Linked DNA regions of Oryctolagus cuniculus: region 1 is linked to region 2. A link is a contact called in public Hi-C data. All regions are on one chromosome and are shown on one strand. The core of a region is the stretch at or near the end of the contact, and the rest is flanking DNA. Distances in the headings are between cores, read along the strand shown.

The links. Hi-C and Micro-C count contacts between places; a contact is called where the count stands out from the background.
Region 1: a contact with region 2 is called in a Hi-C map of an unstated tissue, with 4 times the contacts expected there. The contact joins the promoter of MME here to the enhancer-like site in region 2. A contact is called at or near these places in 2 of 6 Hi-C or Micro-C datasets (psoas muscle and an unstated tissue).

What each region holds. Positions count from the first base shown.
Region 1 is chr4:125,924,197-125,930,058 of mOryCun1.1, forward strand. MME (membrane metalloendopeptidase) reads right to left here and starts at 3,710. Exons shown (of 23, transcript NM_001101685.1): 1 at 3,682-3,710; 2 at 1-48. The coding sequence starts at 38.
Region 2 is chr4:125,773,790-125,780,405 of mOryCun1.1, forward strand. No RefSeq gene overlaps it. Among named protein-coding and RNA genes, the nearest start is that of STRIT1, 59 kb to the left of the region's middle. Within about 2 kb of position 2,677, at least 1 of the 8 cell types and tissues checked has an H3K27ac peak or open chromatin away from gene starts, as enhancers often do.

The DNA of each region.
Region 1 (5,862 bases), core at 2,460-4,959, 150 kb after region 2:
ATATCAGTTATATCCATCTGACTTTCTGATCTTCCCATCACCTAAAATCTGCAAAAAATAAAAATATTAATAACAAACAGACAAAAAGAAGAAACACACAAATTTAAAGCAAAAATAAAGGAATTTTGTTGACAAATCAAAATTTTGATTCTACAAGTAAATAATTTAGAGCCAGATGAATCTGACAAGTCTTGGTCACAATCTTTTGTTTTTTTTTGGATCACTGAAGAGTCCAACAAAAGTGGATGACCTGGCCAGTTTAAATACTCACATATGATTACTTCAGCAGTTCATAAGCAAAAATTGCTGTACCATCATTAGGGAAGTCTTAAACTCACCTTTCTAAACTGTGGACTCACATCAAAGGTTAATTTTATAACTTGCTCCAGTGGTTTCTTTTATAAGCTCAAAAATCAATGACTAATACCTTGAAGTGTTGACTAAGCAATACTTTGAAATATGAATACAAACACAAAATCAAAAGGAACAAGCAACTTGAAGTAGTTTACATAAACAACTTTTATTTTTACAGTTCAGAATTAATATTCCTTGTTCATGAGGTTATCTATTAACTAGCTAGACAACATTTAGAAAATGGTCAGTGGTTTACACCTTGAGATGAAAGATGTGAACCATGTCAATGTTTCCTTGTGCAACTGAAGGAGGAGAACATGATTAAAAAACAATTCTACCTTGCAAGTCAGGGTGCCAGGCACTAAAATAATGCAACTTATATTTAAAATAATAATGTTAATACTTCTAATGATGGCTGACATTTATTGAGCTCTTCTCATGTGGCAATCCCAGGTCTTTGTGCCTTACACAAACTAATTATTCTAAGCTTCATGAAGTAGATATTTCTAGTCCAATTCTATACCTTAAGAGCACACAAGTCAAGTAACTTGCCCGAGCCCATACAAGTAAACATTATTTGTAAAAAAATGCATTTGATTGCTGTTTGGAAAAAAAAAATGTTTAATTATGCAGTAAAAGCTATTTTAGACCTTACTGCAGAAATTCAGGGGGAAAATTAAGGGCAATCTAACCTAAATATTAAATTCCATTGTATCCTTTAGAGGCCTAGTGACTCTATCTGTTTACTAGTCACTCACCACAGCTTTGAATGAACAATTTCATTTTGTCGTCAGTGACTGTACAAGAGAACATCTTAAACGAACAGACTAGTTGTTAATAACTCAATCCAAATTCATCATAAAATTTAGTTCCTAGATGAAGGGACTGCTTAGAAACGCTCTAATAGATCTTCGTTAAATACACACAGTTCCTTGAGGATGTGTTTTGTGTAAACTGAGGCAGATAAGAGAGCAGAAGATTCTACTTTGGAAGTGTGGTCTGGAAGATCTAGCCATAACTAAGAATTTAATCTCTAATGAACCATTAATAAGCAAACCACAGCTACAGAATGTTAAAGTCCTAGATACAAAGTCTTAATTATGCTGTTTACTTGATTACATGAGGCTAAAAGCATGGACAGACTATCAAATAAAAATATTTTATCACACAATGAAAACCATGCCTGCTTCATAAAAGTGGAATGTAATGTACCTGAATGTTAAAAATGTAACTCTTGTTAGCTGAGTCTCACAGTCGCAGAGGAGGGGTGTGGGGATAGGCTATGGAATTGCCTTGATTATAATCCTACTTTAATAGGGGTGATGGTTGGGTAAAGAGAAGATGGAAGTATATTTAATACTTGAACACCCTACAGAGAGGTAAACAATAAAAAAGACTAATTTTCCTAGTCTTCCAGATTTCAAGACTGACTTAAAGAATGAATACATTTAATCACATTTGCTCACCTATTTCCCTTTCTTAAAGATCGCTCCTCCTGTTCTAATAAGATTTTGAAAGACAATATAGATAAATGTTTTACTGCTATAAACTTTATTATTATTATTATTTCTTTCTTAGACTTGGCAGGGGAATCAGGGCAGCCAATGGTAAATTAGAGGTTCTCTTTACCACTGCCACAGTTTCTGGTGCAGCAGATCCAGTAGATATTAGTAGGCAAGCATTTCTCCCTTCCTGGTTACTTTTCCATGGCTTCTCCCCTTATCCTTGAAAATGGGGTGCCAGGGAAGATGGGTTCTAGCGCTTGGCACCTAACACTGCAGAAATAGTGACATGGAAATTAAGGCAGTATCTGATGTTGTTTAGTCCTTTTACATGCATCATCTTTGAATCATCTGAAAACTTTCTTCCATAGTCCCACTTCTTCAAAGTAATCTTTTGCTCCTAAACAGCACTTTACCACAACATTGGACAAAAGTAGCAGCAATGCATGTTTAACCTCATAACCAACTTCGTCAGTGACCTCTAGGTAATTGTCAATGATTCATTATTTTCTCTTAAGAAAACAGGAGTCAGAATTCAGGGCACATATCACCGACTCCCACTCCCTTACCTGCACATCCAACTCAACCACCACCAATCACAAGTAAGAGGGGGGAGGAGGGAACAGGGAAACAAATAAACAAAACTCCAAAAAGCTATACAGTGATACTAGTAGTCCCATTTAAGGCAGAGTGTGCAAAAACGTGCCTACATGGTTAAACTGCTTCATCTCAACTGGAAATGCGTTAAAATGTGTAAACTGAACAGTAGACACTGCCATAGAAGACAAGATCAGAGAATTAGCAGCTCTAACCCAGCAAGAATCCTGCTAACTACAGCTTGACGGCATCACCGAAAGAATAAATTCTTTTGCTAGAGGATAAGCTAAATTTCAAAGCACTGTTAAGCAGCAGTTCTTAGAGCAGCTGAGCATAAGCATGACTTTATCAGATAGCTGAATCCTGGAATGTGGAAGATAACTGATTGGTTAAAGGGAAGCCTGACTCTGAGCAATTTTCATTTTCCCAGCACATGACAGCATTAAGTTATTTCAAGTCCTTGAAGATGTGCTGTGTAACTACAGGTTGCATTATGGAAACTGAGGCACAGGAAGGAGGAACAGGTTCCACATTGACTATGTTTGCAGAAGCTGAGCAGGTAGGTTCGCAGGTAGGTTCTCAGGAGAAATCTTTTTTTTTTTTCCTCCAGACATTAATTTCTAGGCGTTTTCCGTGTACGAAATACGGAGATCTGGACACAAAGTCCCAACCACACTGCTCCCATGTGTAGTGTAGCTCTAGGACCAGACACACAGCTTCCAGTCCGAGAAGGTATTAGACCATTTTTTAAACTGCTGGAACCTGGCAACAGAGTAAGGGAGCCACGCTACCCGCCTGGATAGCCCATTTGCCATTCAGCAGCTGCCAATGTTGACGTTGGAAGTCTGGAACTAGTTTTCAGTTGAGTAAAATTGCCATTTGAATCGCCCGAACATAGAGAAGAGGAATGGAGTCCATAAGAGGCTGAAGAGAGATGTTCCGTTGCAATCCCCCCCCCCTTTTTTTTTCAAAGAATACAAGTAGATTGATACCGGTTAAGGAGCCCTTCTTTAAAAAACTTACACCTACAAAAGAACACTCCCACCCACCCCGCGCCAACCCACCCTTGGGTGATTGAAGCATAAATTATATAATAGGAAATCCAGGTTGCAAAGCGAGATGAGTAGGTGGGATCGCGGAAAGATCTTCAGGTTAAGAAAAGTAAAAATAGAAAAGTGAGTTAACAAAACGAGAAGAAAATCCAACAGAAACCAAAATGAACACAAACCTTGCTGTTAACAAAACCAGTGTCTGTACAGCGGAATGGCAAATCCCCAGCCCCCAGATCAGCCCCGCCGCAGTTAGGTAGCGCTGATCTCGGTAACCAAACATAACTCCCGGAGTCACAGGCTGCAGGGAGCTCTGGTAATAAACCTGAAGAGTCGACCTGACATCACTCGCAGAGCCCTCCTCCAGGTCACCCTCGCTGCCCCTTCCCTCCCCCGCTCCCTCCCTCCCTCCTCAGGTCCCAGCCACAGCTCTTTCCCAGGGCACGCCTCCTCCGCCTCCGGCCGCGGGTCCCGGGCGCGCAGGTCGCGCGGGACCCGGACCGAGGACCCTGCTCCACGCGCCGGCGGCAGCCGCTCCTCTGGCCCGGCGCTGCTCCCCCTCGGGCCCGTCCCAGCGGCTCCCGACTCCCAGGGCGCTCGAGCCCTTTGGACCCTTCTCCCCCAGCTCCCAGGTGCCGGCTTGCTCTCCCGGGACTCACCAGTGGGATTCGGGAGAAGTTGGAGGCTGCAGAGCAGGCACATCCGGACCAATGAGCGCGCGGGGCCGGGCGGCGGGCGGGTGGGCGGTTGGGGAGCCCCGCCGAGCGCGGGTCGGTCCGTGGGTCCCCCGGCGCACCCGGAGCGCCGAGGGATCCGGGCGGCTGGCGGCGGCGCCGAGTTCAGCCGAGGCCGGACGCCGGGGAGGTTCCGCGCCAGCCACGGCCCGGACAGGGGGGCGGCCCGGCACCCCAGGCATCCCTGGGACCCGCACACGGAGAGACTCACCGTGGCCGCTCAGCAGATCCCGCGCCGGGAGTTGGGCGGCTGCTCCCGCCTGCGCTCGGTCAAGCCTCGCCACTTGCACATCTCCGCGCCCCGCGCGTCTCGGCGCTCCTACCCTCTGCCTCGCCGCGGCAGGACCGAGGAGAGGAGCAGTTCCCCGGGTGACCTGAAGGTTTCCGCTGGGTCTCCCAAATGCTGCCACACCGTGTGAGGGGGCCCCGGGGGAGGGGGCGGCGAGAAAGTCTCCCCACGCCCCCAGTTTCCCCACCTCATCATTCCCAAAAGGGCCTCGCCAAACATTCTTGGGATTGCTTAGCTTCGGGGCTTTCAGGAAAACAATACTGGGTCTCTTTGGGATTCTGCAGCGCTGAAGTGGGCTCTGCCTCTCTTGTGAGTGCACCGCAGACAACAATGCTTCTCTCTCTCTTCGCTCCTTTCTCTCCCAGCATCCACGCTTCCTTCCTCCCTTTCTCGGCTTTAATTTTTCTCTTTCATTCCCTTCTAACTTTTGCTGTATTTTCTTTTCCTTCCCTCCTTCACCTTTTCCTTCCTTCCTTTAACCACTTCTTTCCTTGGTCAGAGCAGTAGGATAGTAAGCTCTGTCCAGAAACTCTCCGCTCCCACCTCTCCACTCTGGGGAATCTTGAAACCGTGGAGACTTGGGGTGTTGGCAGTGGGGAGCGACAAGGAGAGGGAACAAAAAGCTAAGGTGTGTCTGCTACACCTACCAAAATTATCTGTGCCTTGTCTGGACCCTTGTCAATATCAATCCGCCGCCAAGCAACACAACATTTTCACTTAAGACACTCCTTCCTTCTAAGGGGGGTTTAAAATACAATAAGAAACAAGGAAATACTTTTTGCACAAAGGCAGTTTATAAAAGAAAGCTTCAGCAGCATTAACTGGCAAGGTGCTCAGAGGAACCCAGCCTCCTGCTGCCCCGCCCCACCCCTTTTTTTCTTTCTAAGGTTTTAAATTCAATTATAAAATGCCAACTATATAAGGAGCTTTACCATTGATCCCTTTCTTCCTTTGAATTATATATAATTGCAAACACACATACTCTGCGGAATTCATACTGAAACACTACGGGGTTTTCCAAACTTGCAATTATCTGTTTTAAACATCAGAATTACTTACTGCTTGAGAAGAGTCCCTTGGCACTAACAAATTTTACATCATTTTTCTAGAAGACAAAACTGAAAAGCCAGGAGAAGTGGTTAATAAATTAAATGAAAATGAAAAGTGCTAATAAATTAAATGAAATAAAATGGAGACTTCCTTAAAAAGTTAACCAATCTTTAGGTAATTAAGTTAATAAAGAAATCTGATGGATGGACATGAAAAGTACTACTTGTATTTCTGTACTTTCCTCCTTCTGTGTGCAGATTATAGACTCTTAAGGCTCATAATAACCC
Region 2 (6,616 bases), core at 1,427-3,926:
TAGACAGAGATGGAGAGATAGAGAGAAGGGTCTGCTGGTTCACTCCCCAAACAGTTGCAACAACTGGAGCTGAGCATATCTGGAGCCAGGAGCTTCTTCCACGTCTCCCACGTGGGTGCAGGGGCCCAAGAAGTTAGGTCATCTTCTACTGCTTTCCAAGGTGCATTAGCAGAGAGTTGGATTGGAAGAGGAGCAGCTACAACACAAACGGGTGCCCATGTGGGATGCTGGTATGACAGGCAGCGGCTTAGCCTACTGCACTACAGCACTGGCTCCTAAAGTTATCTTTAAATTCCATTTCTACAAATTTTTTGAAGTTTCCTCATGTGCATGATTTGGAGGGAGTCTGTGGTGCAAATGTGAACGCGGAGGTTTGGCAGATGCGTGTACTACTCCAAACATTCTGATCTCTTTCACGTGGGAGCCAAGAATCTGATTTATGTTTTCTGGCAACTTCTTTTCAACATTCACCAACACTCATCTCCTTTCCTAAGGAAAACAACAGTACAAGTAATCAGAAACAAATATTTCTTCTTCTGCCCTTTGTTGGGTCAACGCATGATAATTAACAAAGAATGACCACTTGTGTTAAAGAAAAATGGAAACTATATTATTAAAATGCTCTTTGCATTAGCCACACACTGATTACATTGTCTGGTCCAATCTGTGGGATAATCATGACTTTCCAGCTATCTCAGAATAGCCCACATTTGTTCCCCCTTTGTTCCAAAACAATATCTTGTCCTGGTGACATGCTATTTCATCAGGAAGGCATGCTAGGATTTTCATAGGATCAAATGCAGTGGTTCTTTTCCCAGGAGTAATGATCCCCAAGAGTGTAATAGAAACAGCCTACTAGTGGCCCATCTGAATGGCCTGGTACCTCTTGGAATCAAACCATTATTCTTTGTCCCTCTGTAAAATTCAGGCACTTATTGTTTCCTTGTTTACTCTTATCCATACCTGTTCCCTGAGTGGGGCACAGTACAGCCAGCTTGGACTTTCCTTTTAGTTTATAAGTTGAATAGGGTGGAGTAAGAGTGGGTAAGTGGGTACATTGCATGAGAGAGACGGGGCTATGTTTTCAATCTGTGAAGTGGCTGCCTGGGGGAAGAGGAGAAGGAGGCCTTTTTGAAATCCTTTCTAGAATTGCCTCCTTCCACTTTCTCTGGCTTTCAAAACACACACACACACACACACACACACGTGCGCTGTATTCCTTGCATTCTCCCTGTGTCTGTAATGATTTCTCCTGTATCCTCTTAGTCTCTGTCATCAATCAATTCCTCCTAAGACTTTGTTTCTTCTCTGAGATAGTCACTTAGTAAACTGAGATAGAATCCCTGCCACTGTTATTTGCATCCTATATAGGACTCAAGACCAGAAGCCTTCAAAACTTCAGAGGAACGAAGTACAAAGCTTACAGTAGAAGAATGGGGTTGGAATCAATACTTGCTGATTATCAGTCTAGATTTGATGAGACCAAAAAGCACTATTAAAAGATTATTGCAAATGAAAGTGACAACCACATATATTCACTGCAATACATTTTATCTAGAATTTTCTGTTAGCACTACTTCTACTTTCAGTTCTGGAATCCACATACAGATAATTTTATCACATAATGACCTAAATAAAATTTCATGTTCCATTCTCCTCCCATATTACTTGATTTAAATGCTTTTTGCCTTGAAACCTCCCCCTTGTTACCATCAGGCTGCCTTCAAAATAACCACATTAATCTGTGAGGGCATTTAAATGAGAAAGCTTTGATCAGTTCCCAATTAGTGATACTGATAGACATGTTATGATTTTTCCAACTCTTAACTGTGTTCCAGGACTTAATGAAGGTTTAGATCTTTGACCTGCCAGCTAAGTATGTTTGGTAAGTTTTTATGTTGCATTTGCTGAGAAAATGAGCTGGTTTTGTTTTCCCACTCACGTTAAGAGCATTTCCCATGGCAGGAGGGGAGTGGGCAGTCCCCACTGTGGCATCCTCTGTCATTGCCGTGTGCTGTTTGCAGGGACAGGCAGTGCCTGTGGTCCTCACACAGTCATTGTTTCTCCCATGGCTGCGGGCCACAGAGAGGCTGGAAAAGGTCCAGGGAAAGGCAAATGCAGGATCAAGGGGGTGAGGGAGACTTCCAGGGAGGATGGGCTGACAATGACATCTGGAAATACCAGAGTAAAACCATGAAATGAAGGAGTCTGGGACAGTTGTCTGAGGGAAAGGTTTGTGTTTGGAAACCCTGATAGGGAACAGGTCTGCAGCTTTCTGAAGCCCTCAGAAAGGCATCTTAAGATAAGTTAGAAAGATGGGCTGAGCCTTTATCTCCACCCTACTTGCTGATAACCCTTTCCAAGTTACCAAAACATCTGAAAAAATGTTGTAGTCATGCCCTTTAGGAGTTACTGTGCCTTAAATTGGAAGGAGAGACAGAGTGATTTAAGACCATGTGGCATAAGAAGAATTTACACCTCGGCATTTAAAGGTATTGAAAGATCACACACTGGTTCCAGATAGGAATATGATTTTTTTTCTAGCTGAGAAATCTGGCCTTTTGGCAGGCAAAGACTGTGCTCATGAGCTGATAAAAATTACCCCATTGCATGCTCAGTTGCCTTCCCAGGTGACACGAACAGCTGTTGCAAAATCCCAGCTCTCGGTTGCTGCCAGACCACAGGCCACTGAGCCCAGAAAACAAAACCATGACTCATGGTGAACACTCACTGTCACCGAGGTGGATATGGTGACAACCACGCACACAGGGTGCTCTGAAAACCGGGGCTCTGCTACTTAGTTGCTTTTATTGTGGTGAGGAGGCCACTCCAACTCCTTCTTGCCAGAATCCAATGATGTTTGAGAATCCTTCACCCCCTTTCTCAGCTGTGGGAAGGAATCTGTCCCATAAGGAGAGGACATGTTGTAAAATAGCCAGGTTTAACTTCCTTGCTTCCTCTCTTTGCCCAGTTTTCCTGGAACTCTGTGTTCATGGAAGACGTAAATTTTGTGTTTGATTCTTTCTTTGAGTGTCAACCAAACCTGGGTCTCTTTCTGATCTCTGTGGTTATGTGACTCTCTTCAGAATCCTATGACCGTAATCAGAAAAATGGGTGCATCGTGGCTCTGCAACTCTATGATTGGTGATTTGGGCAGATGAGCCTCAGTTTCCAGATCTGACTATGAAGATTGTGTCTGGAACTTCTAGAAGTTGGAGAAGACAGTGCTGAATGCTGGAAAAGGGCCCGAATGATTCAGTGTCCATCTGGATCTGGGGGGTACAGATTCCAATACTTTCTAGGGCAAGCCAGGTAGCATGGATAAGAGAAGCACGGCACAAGTCTGATGTGTGGACAAAAAGTGGTGAGGACAGTGGCCAGCTTCTGGGACCAGACTCGTCTCATCTACAGGGAAAGCTGAGGCTGACTTCAGCTGGCTGTTGCTACTTGAGGACGTAGACCCTCAGCTGCTCCCTTTTCCGGTTACTTCCCTAGGGAATCCAGAAATCCAGCTTGGAAAATAAGTCATGAGTCTTAATTATTGGCCTTTAATTCAAATTCTTTAAGAGACAAATTGCTCCGGGATTCAAACAAGGCATATCTGCAGATGAGGCAAATTAGGCAATGGACTACCAGTTTTGGCTTATGTTTTGTGAAGACATTACAATGTAAACATTTTTGTGAATGCCTTAAATGAGGGTTTCTTAAAGTCTCTGCTCCTGAGAGCTGTGAAAAGTGAATACTTCCCTCTGAGGCTCTTGGCATATCGTGGGATGGGACTGAAACAGTGAAAAAGCATCTTTGCTTGTTTCAATACAAAATTGTATTTTGAATGGTTTACCTTTGTGCCAATCATCTAATAGGTAGATACTTAGAAATGAATGACTGAAGGTCAATTGCTACTCCTGGAAACTGTGCCCTGTAGACTCTGTTGTTTCATTTGTGTCATGGTAAGAAATGTGCCCTAGGGTATGAAGAGACATGGTCGTTCTATTGGTGGGTAATGGAGTTGCTAGCATCACCAGTACTCATCAGCTTGGCACCATCTGGAAGCATTTACCAAATTCAACCTATTAAGGACTCTAGTGGGATCCTGGGATTGTTGCTCCGATCTCCAATCGGCTAGGGCCAGTTCCCAGCCTGCCCCGTGCTCTTTCTCCCTTTTCTTCATGTATTTACAAAGTGCATACCACCTCACCAGAGAGGAGGTAGGGAAGTACACACACAATAATCCCAAATGGAAAGTGTAATCAGGGGTGCTATGGCAGAGTCTGGGCCCTGGACATGTGGACATTATACTTTCTGAGCCACAGAATCCATCATTTTCTCAATCCAGTGACAGTCCTACAGATACCACACCAGTTTTGAATTTTTGTTGCTGAACAAACTGAGTGTAAAATAACAGTAATAATTTGTGAGTAATCCCCTGGGTTCTGTGAGCTGATGGAACAAGACAGACTGGTTTTACTCAGTGTCTCCCTGTGGCTGCAGTCAGCGACTGAGTCTGAAGTCATTGCGTAGGCATTGTCCCTTACACGTCTGGTGGTGAATGCTGGTCATTACCAGGAACCTCAGCGGGTCCTCTTGGCCGGAACACCACACGTTTCCTCCCCTGTGGACTCGGGTCTCCTCACATCATGGCAGCTGAGCACTAAGGGCAGGGCGCTGGGGGGAGCTGTATTGCCTTTTTATTTTATTTTTATTTTTATTTTTGACAGGCAGAGTGGACAGTGAGAGAGAGAGACAGAGAGAAAGGTCTTCCTTTGCCTTGGTTCACCCTCCAATGGCCGCCGCTGCCGGCGTGCTGTGGCCGTCGCACTGCGCCGATCCAAAGGCAGGAGCCAAGTGCTTCTCCTGGTCTCCCATGGGGTGCAGGGCCCAAGCACTTGGGCCATCCTCCACTGTACTCCCTGGCCACAGCAGAGAGCTGGACTGGAAGAGGAGCAGCCGGGACAGAATCCAGCGCCCTGAATGGGACTAGAACCCGGTGTGCCGGCGCCACAAGGCGGAGGATTAGCCTAGTGAGCCGCGGTGCTGGCCTGTATTGCCTTTTATCACTCATTCTCAGAAGTTCCACAGTCCCCCGGAAAGGCCTGCCCTGTTCAGGAGAAGCAGCCCTAGAGCCTGCTTCTTGGTAAGAGGAGTGTCAAAGCAAATGCAGATGTTTTTAACTTATTCATTTGTAGTTGACAAACAATTAAGCATACTTATGGGGTACTATGTAGTGTTTTATTTTTTATATCAAAAAATTTTTGAGGAGCTGGCACTGTGGTGCAGTGGGTTAGTGCCCTAGCCTGAAGTGCCAGCCATATGGGCGCCGTTTCAAGACCCAGCTACTCCACTTCTGATCCAGCTCTCTGCTATGGCCTGGGAAGCAGTGGAAGATGGCCCAAGTCCTTGGGCCCCTGCACCCACGTGGGAGACCTGGAAGAAGCTCCTGGCTTCTGATCGGCACAGCTTCGACCATTGCAACCAATTGAACCATCGGATGAAAGACCTTTCTCTCTGCCTCTTCTCTCTCTGTGTAACTCTGACTTTCAAATAAATAAATAAATCTTTAAAAAAATTTTTTGAAAGGCAGACAGATAGAGCACCCCCATCTGTTATCTGTTGGTTCACATCCCAAATGCTCACAACAGACAGGGTTAGGTCTGTCTGAAGCCAGGAGATAGAAATTCAACCCAGACCTCCCATGCAGGTGGCAGGAATCCAAGTACTTGATATTTCACCTGTTGCCTCGCAGAGTGAACGTTAGCAGCAAGCTAAAGTCAGGAACAGAGACAGGACTTGAACCCAGGCACCCAGATGGAATGCAGGCATCCCAAGCAGCATCATACCTCCTGTACCAAACACCTGCCCTTTTTTACATCAAACAGTTTTTTGATTAACGTGTAATAATTAAACACTTGATGAGGTACAGTGTGACATTTCAACACATGTATGTATACAAAGTGTGCTGATGAAATCAGAGTAAATAACAGGTCCATTTTCTTCCTGGTCTTTTTTTTTTTTTTTTAAATGTTTGGAGCCTTCAAGCTTCTCTCTTCTAGTTCCTCTATAAAGTGCATAATTTGTGATTGTGAGCTATAGTCACTCCACTGTGCTGTTGAACGGTAGATCTTATTCCTTGTATTTGTGTTTTGATAACAGCAATTCCCTTCCTCTTTCCCATCCCCTCCCCCATCCTCTAATAATCACTGTGCTCTGTACTCAGATTCACTTTTTAACCTTCTATATACAAGAAAAAATAGATAGTATTTATTTTTCCTGTGTCTTGCTTCTTTCACTTAACATAATATTTTCCATTTTCATCCGTTTTACTGCAAACAGAATTTTTTCCCTTTTGTGCTTGAATAACATTCCATTGCATGTATGTTGCATACTTTATTTATCCATTCATCTGATGGTGCACACCTTGGTTGATCCTCTAACATGGCTATTGTGATTAGTCCTGCAATAACATGGAAGTCCAGAATCTCTTTCATATAATGCAGACAAGTTTTAAATCCACCAAAACTTCCACTCTCCCTTTGTACTACTGTCATGTGTTTTTTGAAGGAAATTTATCAGCAACCTCTTCATCACCACAATTAAGTTCTTATTTTTTTTTTTTTAT